2 separate regions of the Mus musculus genome follow, and region 1 is linked to region 2. Evidence: chromatin contacts called from public HiChIP or PLAC-seq data. All regions are on one chromosome and are shown on one strand. Each heading gives the region's core, a stretch centred on a gene start, on an enhancer-like site or on the middle of the called end of the contact. The rest is flanking DNA. Distances are from core to core; before and after follow the strand shown. Region 1 overlaps Speg (SPEG complex locus). Region 2 holds the start of Des (desmin).

Region 1 (4,524 bases), core at 1,644-4,143, 33 kb after region 2:
TTACAGGTTTGAATATCTCCCCAGCCCCACCCGCCACATTTCCCTGTGAACCTAGGATTGCTGTTAGGTCTTAGGTGGCTAGTAGTTTGTTCTCTGCCCATTGGTGCTTAGGTAGTCTCGTGGCCCCTAGAGTGCTTTCTTTTTTCTTTTCTTTTTCTTTTTTAAAGATTTATTTATTTATTATATGTAAGTACACTGTAGCTGTCTTCAGACACTCCAGAAGAGGGCGCCAGATCTTGTTAGGGATGGTTGTGAGCCACCATGTGGTTGCTGGGAATTGAACTCAGGACCTTCAGAAGAGCAGTCGGGTGCTCTTACCCGCTGAGCCATCTCACCAGCCCTAGAGTGCTTTCAAAGATCTTCCAGGACATTCATGTGAAGACACCCACTCCACGTACCAGTGCCCTCCTGTGCCAGCAGTAATTGGGAAGGAAGTATGGTCTCTGCCACCCTGTTCTGATTAAGAACATTTGCTTCCTTCAGACCCTGTCTTCCAGAAACTTCTCATGCTGGGTTTTGGTTTTCTAGGATTCTGTACTGTCAACATCCCCTCTCCCCACAAATGTCCCCCCAATGACACTACAACAATGACCCTTCAAGTCTCATGTCCCCTTACCCTCTCTCCCTCTGCTCCTGTATCTGGCAGAGTCCTCAGACGACTCCTATGTGTCCGCTGGGGAAGAGCCCCTGGAGGCACCCGTGTTTGAGATCCCTCTGCAGAATATGGTGGTGGCGCCAGGAGCTGACGTGCTACTTAAGTGTATCATCACCGCCAACCCCCCACCCCAAGGTGAGCTACAGGGAGGGCTGGAGGCTGGCGGGTTGTGGTGGCAAGCATGTGGTGTGGGGACAGGATAGGTCTCCTGGAATCCTCTTGTGGGGAAGGGGAGAATTGTCCGTCCATGGGGCTGCTCTGGCTCTGGTGTATTCTGGAAGATTGTCCCCTACCTCCCCAGCTCAGAAGTGTGGTGGCCGAGCTTCTGGAGTGAGGGCAGGTTCCTCAAAATTCCCCCAAGGGAAGATGACTGAAGATGTACTTTGTTGGCAGGGTGCTTGCCTAGCATACACAAGGTTCTGAGTTTGCCCTACAGTACTGCGTGATACGGTGGAGCATCCTTGATACCAGCTACACAGTGAGCCTGGGCTACATAAAACCCTGTCTCACTTAAAAAATTATTTTAAAAAAGTATTGAAGCCAGGCAGTGGTGGTGCACACCTTTAATCCCAGAACTTGGGAGGCAGAGGCAGGCAGATTTCTGAGTTCGAGGCCAGCCTGGTCTACAGAGCGAGTTCCAGGACAGTCAGAACTACACAGAGAAACACTGTCTTGAAAGAATAAGCTATGTTCCTGTGGAGTGGGGGTAAGGATGAGAGCTCCCAGAAGTCCCTTTGTGGCCATAGCAAGCTGGTTCTTCCTCCTTCCCCACAGTGTCCTGGAAAAAGGATGGGTCCATGTTGCACAGCGAGGGTCGTCTTCTCATCCGGGCTGAAGGTGAACGGCACACACTGCTGCTCAGAGAGGCCCAGGCTGCCGATGCTGGGAGCTACACAGCCACTGCCACCAACGAACTGGGCCAAGCTACCTGTGCTTCTTCACTGGCTGTGAGACCTGGTAGGGAGCCTTCTGGAGTAGGTCCTGGTTGGGGTGGGCTGTGGATTCTTCCTGGTCAATGTGAAAGTATGGGTTCCGAGTCTTGGCTTCCCAGTGTGCACAATCTTCCTTTGTTCTGGGTCCGACTCTCGGGAGGAAGCAGTTTGAGTGATCCTAGTCTCAGGACAGGGGTACGCTCATCCAGAAAAATCCATGACATTGGCCAAACTCATCTTTGAACATCCTAAAGAGCAGTGATTCTCTGCCTTCCTGATGTTGCCACCCTTTAATACACCTCATGATGTGATGACGCTGCCGATATTATTTTTGTTGCCACTTCATAACTGTAATTTGCTACTGTGATGAATCATAATGTAAATAGCTGTGCTCTCTGGTGGTCAAACGGGAGCCCTGTAAAAGAGTCATTTAGACCCCAAAGGAGCTGAGACACACAGGTTGAGAACCACTGCTATAATGATCTCTCCGAACAGGGTTTGGTGGAAAGGCCAATTGTCTTTGAGTCTATGAGAAAAACAATGATTCATTTCAAAGGATTTAAGAGGCACCAAGAGCTTCTGAGATCCATTTCTTCCCAGAACAAGAAGAAAATAGAAAGTAACAAAGAATCCAAGTGCCCCCACCGTACAGAGGCAGCAGAGAGAATACACTCAGTGTCTCAGTGTCAGCCGTGCTGAGGTTGTCCTGTCTGTTCTTTGCCCTCACTTGGTACCAGACTACTTACTCCTTTGAGTTGCAGCCCAGTGTCTCTCAGGTTCAGGCAGGGCTAGAGCAGAATCTATGAGCATGGCAGTTCTGCTCATTTAGGTGGTTCCGTCTAACAATGTGCTGATCTTGGGGTGGTGGGGTGGGAATGGACAGGGTGTTGAAGCAGGAAAAGATAATGGTGAAACCCACAGATGTTCCCAAATGGATGTTTCCAGTGGGTGTCCAAAGTCTCTGGAAGCCAGAGCTCAGAGAACAGTGTTCTGGGATGCATCAGGGCCCTGGAGGAGGCTGGGAGTCAGTATGTCCCGTGCTCTGCCTTTCTTTCATTCAGTGTTGCAGAGACAAGCTCGGAGCCCAAGCATGCACATGCCAGAGCTTCAGCCCTTAACACATTCCCAGTTTGGGAGTTCTTGGTGGGCTCTGGTATCAGCCTTTGGGCTGTGTCAGCTCCTTTGGTGGCATGTCTGGCTTGTGATCTTTGTCCTTCATTCCACATCCCTCCCTGGAGCTGTCTGAGGCTCTCTTCTCACACTCCCACTACGCTGAATCATGCCCACCCGTCCACTTCCTGCCTCCATCCTTCCATCATCTCTGGGATCTGGCCTCTGACTCAGCTCCCAGCTCTCCTAGGGGCCCCAGGCCTGGCTCCAGAACTCCAGTCAATACCTGGCTTGGGCTGAGAGCTGGCAAGGGGCGGGGTATGAGGTGCCCCAAATCCTGGCTGGTGGCCACCTGGGAGCCATTTAAGGTTTGGAAAGCAGCTTGGGGCACGGCAGCTGTCAGCACTTGACTGGGAGTTCTGTGCTTGCCACGTTGAACCTCCCGAGCTTCGGTTCCCTCATTTGTAAACCAGAGATAATTATACCGTCCTCACGGATGGAAGCAAATGTGCGAATGAGCGTTATGAACTGTAAAGCTGTAGACAAATGTTAGTTGTTAGCGTTTGAGGGTGCTGCCGTGCACACGAGCTCGGCTTTCCTTGAGGATCTGGAAAGAGCTATGTCCTTCCCTGCCCTTCTTTTCATACTCTCTGTGCCTTGGGGATTCCACTCCTGTTCTTCCAGAGCCCTCCATCTAGACCCTCTGTGCCCTCCAGGCCCTGGGTCCTCATCTCATCACGGCATCTCTGTGCCTGCTTTGTTCTGGGCAGCCAGAAAATGTTCATTATGACAGGCTATACCAAGCATCACAGCAGGCCCCATAAGTCAGACTGGCTCCAGGGCCCAAGAGGCTGGCTGGCAGGTCCAGACTCTGCACTGGTTGTGGAGCAAGCTGACTTTCTTACCCTACAAGGCACTGTTTGGTCTAGAGTGGTTGGATGGAGGCCACAGGGCCCAGGGAGTAGCTGGAGAAGGCAGAACCAGTGGTGGCAAAGACTTTGGCAATAGAGAGGGTCCCCGACCAGGTGTCCATCAGTTGTGATGATGGGGTTGTCCAGCTGTGGGGGTACAGGGAGTACGTGGAGGGAAATGGCACTGTCTTGTGGGAAGAGAACTCTATTGAGCTACTGACTGCCTCCCGACCCTTACACCCAGGGCCATGGAAACCAGTCTGGGTGCTGGGTGCTCAGTGTGCTTCAGGGGTAGCCACCCCATCAGGGCCTGCTTTGGAAAACCCACAGGTGTCAATTCTTGGTTGGGAATAACAGTAACCAGGACCAGGCAACTAGAGAATTCAGCCATTGGCCTAGGAAGGCAGCCTTGCCCTAACCCTGAGTCAGTCTCACTCACTGAATAACCCTAAGTGGGGGATAGACAGAGGGGGGTCTCTGGAGTGTGATGTGAGTGACTAACCCAAGTGAAGCTTCTGATAGCTGCCATATCTGTCCCACAAGCCTCCGTTGAGTACCTACTAATGCCAGGCACCCTGTCTTTGAACGTTTGCTTCTGTTTAGAGTGCCATGTACCTTTTTCGTTGTTGTTGTTGTTCCCAAATCTTTTCATGTCTCTTTCCTCAGGCTCTAGTGAGTCCTGTATGTGTTCGTGGTGTGTGCATCTGGATGGATAGAGATATAGATGTGTGTTGCCCGTGCATGTGATACTCCTATTTTTCAGATATGATTTGTAGCCAGGCCAGGCGCTCAGCCTGGGAATCTGCCTGCGAATGCTATTAGCAATAAGTGATATAGTAATGGAAATTGCTTATTCAAGTAACAAATTAGTTTGAGTCTGGGATAAAAGTAACAGCTTTTTGGTGTTTGCTGAGTC
Region 2 (4,503 bases), core at 1,290-3,789:
AAAGGAGTTTCATGATCCAAGTAGGGGACAAAGCCTGACAAGGGCCTAGGAGTTCGAGCTGGTGACCACACCCAGGCCAACGACCGAAGGAAGCCTCTTCCCCAGCTTTCCATGTGTAGCCAGAGCAAGTTGACATCCCCCACCCCACCCCAAACAGAAGTCAGGAAACAAGGCGACCACAGGGACCAGTTTAGCAAACCCCAATTTATTCATAAATTCCAGAGATCTCAGCTTGACCCTGCTCAGAACCCACACCCCTTGAGCCAATTCTTACAGTCAGGAGATGCAATGGCAGGGATCTGAGTCATGTATCTACTCGTTGAGCTTCAAGAAGTGAACTGTGTCATCTGAGAGAAGGACAAGGGCCAGAAAATGACAATGACAACTGAAGGTGCTGCCTGGGATGTGTTAAGGATCCATAACAGCCTCCAAAATCCTCTAGAAGCATACAGTCTAGATTGGGAGCTGAGGCCCCAAAATAACTAGAACATAACAGCTTGCACTGACTTGAAGCCTGGATAGGAATATCTGGGGCTCCCCATCCATTTCATAAATGTGTCTCGGGGATAAAAATTAGCTGCTTAATGTGAAAGGCTTTGAAAAGACTGCAGTTGCAAGTCCTTCACAGTTCACTTGCTGTAGACGCATCCGGTCTGGAACCAAAGCTTAGTGTTTGGTTTCAGAGCTGGGGTCAAGGGGCTGAGGCACATATTTTACCAAAGTAGACCTGGCCTCCAGGTTCTCTCAGCATCCCTCAGTCCCTACCTGGTATACCCTGCCCTCAACCTTGAACTTTCCAGTCCAGGGGCTTAGCTGCCCTTTTCCCATAGGCTCATCCCTATATAATCCAGACATTTTGGTCTCTCTTCTTCTCTCTCTGAGCTAGAGCCCTTTCTCTCTTCTTTCTCTTTCCTCCTCTCCCCACCCATGAAACTCCCCTGGCCTCCATCCTTGGGGTCAGTGAACTCGCCTGAGAGCAGCTCCCCAACAAACCTGCCTTTAAAATCATCTAATCTGGCTTGAATTGGCTCATTTCTATGGCAGAGAAAGAGCCAATCACCTAGACCCTGTAGTCAGGCTACCTCACTATGCTACGCTACGCAAATGGCATTTATGTGGCCCCTGCTTCACGATGCTATCGGAGAACTGGGGAGTCACAGGCGTGGTGTTCCCAGCAGGGATCAGTACATATAAGGCATTATTGTTATTGTTGGTGTATGCTTTATTGTCTCCCTGGCCTGTTCAAAGGCTCATTGCACAGTCATGCGAAGCTGTTTGGCCCCCACTCTATGACTAAGGACCCTGAGAGGTAGGGAGGACAAGGACATGCCTTTTGGCACCGCTTTCTCTCTGACCAGCCCTGGGTAGGACTACGGCTCCTAATCCAGGGCTCCATTTCCAAGGTTGAGCTATGGACCCCTAATCTAGTACTCTATCTCCAGGGTTTGTGTTCTAGGAGGGTCAGGGCTCAGTGAAGAGCTGCAGCAAGGTGCACAGAGAAATGTAGATGCCCTTAGGGGTCGGTGTGCGCCTTGTGCTTCAGGGAAGAGAGAGGCGAACACACCCCAGGCCTTCATCTCTGTTGGGGTCCTGGAGTGACTGAAGCTTGTCGCTGTCAGCCTTCCTTGACACCTCTGTCTCCTCAGGTGCCTGGCTCCCAGTCCCCAGAACGCCTCTCCTGTACCTTGCTTCCTAGCTGGGCCTTTCCTTCTCCTCTATAAATACCAGCTCTGGTATTTCGCCTTGGCAGCTGTTGCTGCTAGGGAGACGGCTGGCTTGACATGCATCTCCTGACAAAACACAAACCCGTGGTGTGAGTGGGTGTGGGCGGTGTGAGTAGGGGGATGAATCAGAGAGGGGGCGAGGGAGACAGGGGCGCAGGAGTCAGGCAAAGGCGATGCGGGGGTGCGACTACACGCAGTTGGAAACAGTCGTCAGAAGATTCTGGAAACTATCTTGCTGGCTATAAACTTGAGGGAAGCAGAAGGCCAACATTCCTCCCAAGGGAAACTGAGGCTCAGAGTTAAAACCCAGGTATCAGTGATATGCATGTGCCCCGGCCAGGGTCACTCTCTGACTAACCGGTACCTACCCTACAGGCCTACCTAGAGACTCTTTTGAAAGGATGGTAGAGACCTGTCCGGGCTTTGCCCACAGTCGTTGGAAACCTCAGCATTTTCTAGGCAACTTGTGCGAATAAAACACTTCGGGGGTCCTTCTTGTTCATTCCAATAACCTAAAACCTCTCCTCGGAGAAAATAGGGGGCCTCAAACAAACGAAATTCTCTAGCCCGCTTTCCCCAGGATAAGGCAGGCATCCAAATGGAAAAAAAGGGGCCGGCCGGGGGTCTCCTGTCAGCTCCTTGCCCTGTGAAACCCAGCAGGCCTGCCTGTCTTCTGTCCTCTTGGGGCTGTCCAGGGGCGCAGGCCTCTTGCGGGGGAGCTGGCCTCCCCGCCCCCTCGCCTGTGGCCGCCCTTTTCCTGGCAGGACAGAGGGATCCTGCAGCTGTCAGGGGAGGGGCGCCGGGGGGTGATGTCAGGAGGGCTACAAATAGTGCAGACAGCTAAGGGGCTCCGTCACCCATCTTCACATCCACTCCAGCCGGCTGCCCGCCCGCTGCCTCCTCTGTGCGTCCGCCCAGCCAGCCTCGTCCACGCCGCCACCATGAGCCAGGCCTACTCGTCCAGCCAGCGCGTGTCCTCCTACCGCCGCACCTTCGGCGGCGCCCCGGGCTTCTCTCTGGGCTCCCCGCTGAGCTCTCCCGTGTTCCCTCGAGCAGGCTTCGGTACCAAGGGCTCCTCGAGTTCAATGACATCCCGCGTGTACCAGGTGTCGCGCACGTCGGGCGGGGCTGGAGGCTTGGGGTCGCTGCGGTCTAGCCGGCTGGGGACCACCCGAGCGCCATCCTATGGCGCGGGCGAGCTGCTGGACTTCTCCCTGGCCGACGCTGTGAACCAGGAGTTCCTGGCCACGCGCACCAACGAGAAGGTGGAGCTGCAAGAGCTCAATGACCGCTTCGCCAACTACATCGAGAAGGTGCGCTTCTTGGAGCAGCAGAACGCCGCGCTCGCCGCCGAGGTCAACCGGCTCAAGGGCCGCGAACCGACTCGGGTCGCCGAGCTCTACGAGGAGGAGATGCGCGAGCTGCGGCGCCAGGTGGAGGTGCTCACCAACCAGCGCGCCCGGGTCGACGTGGAGCGTGACAACCTGATAGACGACCTGCAGAGGCTCAAGGCCAAGTGAGGGCCTCCCAGATCTTTCCCCTCACCCCCGTCCCCAGCAGCCCCCCTCCCCCTCGCCTGAGACCCTCCCTCCTCAGCCCATGTTTGGAAAAGGTCATTCCCCGGTGTTCGCTAAGTAGAGATCTTTCCTGGCCCCTTCTATGTAACACTGGAGTAGTAGTCTTGGGAAGGTAGACAGAAGAAATGGGGGAAATGGGGGAAATGGGGGAACCTTGCCTAGTGCACGGTGGGCAGCTGCCTGTGAAAGGATGCTAAGTTGCTAGAGTGATGATGACCATAGTCAAGGAAAGGGTCAGAGCACGTTCTGAGGGAGAAGCGAGGCTGATGAGAGCCTGGAAGGATGGATGGGCTGGGAAGAGCAGGAGGGAAGCCAGGCAGTAGTTTTAAGCTTAGCTGTGATGAGGCCCAAGGGAGGGGCGGGGATGGGGGTGGGGTGGGGGCTAGGCCCCTGGGCCTAGCTGAGGTAATGTTATTGCACTTGGTAAATGGACAGGTTTGAGTAAAGGGGACAGTGGATAAAGGCTGTGACCCATTCCACCACGATCCAGTAAAAGAGGCTGAATAATCCGGATATGGGGGCACCCCCTGTAATTCCAGCACTAGGGAGGATGATACAGAACTGCCATGAGTTCTAGGCAAGCCTAGGATACGGAGCAAATACAAGGCCAACCGGGCCTACTTAGCAAGATTTGTTTTAGAAAATTAAAAAAGTTTATTTAAACAAACAAACAAACAAAAACAGAAAAGACTCCGTACATCATGACGGTCCTGTTTCTGTTTACCCAGATGAGCAGTGTCACCTTCTTGCCACCAAAGTCACAGACATTTATTTAGCTCCTACATGGGTCAGGCTAAGCCTGGGAACACAGAGGTGGATAAAATAAAACAGAGTTCCTAACCCCGGGGAGGTCAGACTATCTGGGACACAAGACTTCAAGGGAGTGGCTCCAGGGTTGAGACAGAGCCACTTCCTGCTCCACCCCCCCGTAGGCGGGGCTTCTGCTGCTTTTTTTTTTTTTCCCCCTGGGCCTCTTGTTCTACCCAACCACCAAGACATGTCCCTGTGTCCTGAGCTGGCTCCCTGATAGGTCCCCAGTCAGTAGTTCTCTACAGCTGGCTTTGTCCCTCACTATTTGTCTGTCTGTTTGTCTGCCCTGGCTAGACTACAGGAGGAAATCCAACTAAGAGAAGAAGCAGAGAACAACTTGGCTGCCTTCCGAGCGGTGAGCCCTCTTTGGTCCCCAGCGGTCACCTCTCCTC

What was found. HiChIP or PLAC-seq counts read pairs in DNA pulled down with a chosen protein or histone mark.
Region 1: a contact with region 2 is called in an H3K27ac HiChIP or PLAC-seq map of embryonic fibroblasts, with 21 read pairs. The contact joins the enhancer-like site here to the promoter of Des in region 2. A contact is called at or near these places in 2 of 39 promoter capture datasets (embryonic stem cells and neural stem cells), 1 of 15 datasets of contacts at CTCF or cohesin (the NIH/3T3 cell line), 11 of 484 Hi-C or Micro-C datasets (the AML12 cell line, the HL-1 cell line, the N1E-115 cell line and 5 more), 7 of 115 datasets of contacts at active chromatin or transcription factors (bone marrow-derived macrophages, cardiomyocytes, embryonic fibroblasts and 3 more) and 3 of 9 other capture datasets (adipose tissue, liver and pancreatic islet).

What each region holds. Positions count from the first base shown.
Region 1 is chr1:75,390,333-75,394,856 of GRCm38.p6, forward strand. It overlaps Speg (SPEG complex locus), which reads left to right. Exons shown (of 41, transcript NM_007463.4): 5 at 647-790; 6 at 1,430-1,612. Among named protein-coding and RNA genes, the nearest start is that of Speg, 17 kb to the left of the region's middle. Within about 2 kb of position 2,894, at least 88 of the 459 cell types and tissues checked have an H3K27ac peak or open chromatin away from gene starts, as enhancers often do. A contact at or near this core is called in the HL-1 cell line, the N1E-115 cell line, the NIH/3T3 cell line and 8 more, where this site is marked.
Region 2 is chr1:75,357,753-75,362,255 of GRCm38.p6, forward strand. It overlaps Des (desmin), which reads left to right and starts at 2,540. Exons shown (of 9, transcript NM_010043.2): 1 at 2,540-3,240; 2 at 4,406-4,466. The coding sequence starts at 2,666. RefSeq lists cis regulatory regions at 1-3,188, 1-2,651, 1,604-2,772, 2,047-2,213, enhancers at 1-66, 1,603-2,002, silencers at 2,002-2,047, 2,214-2,501 and a promoter at 2,502-2,582.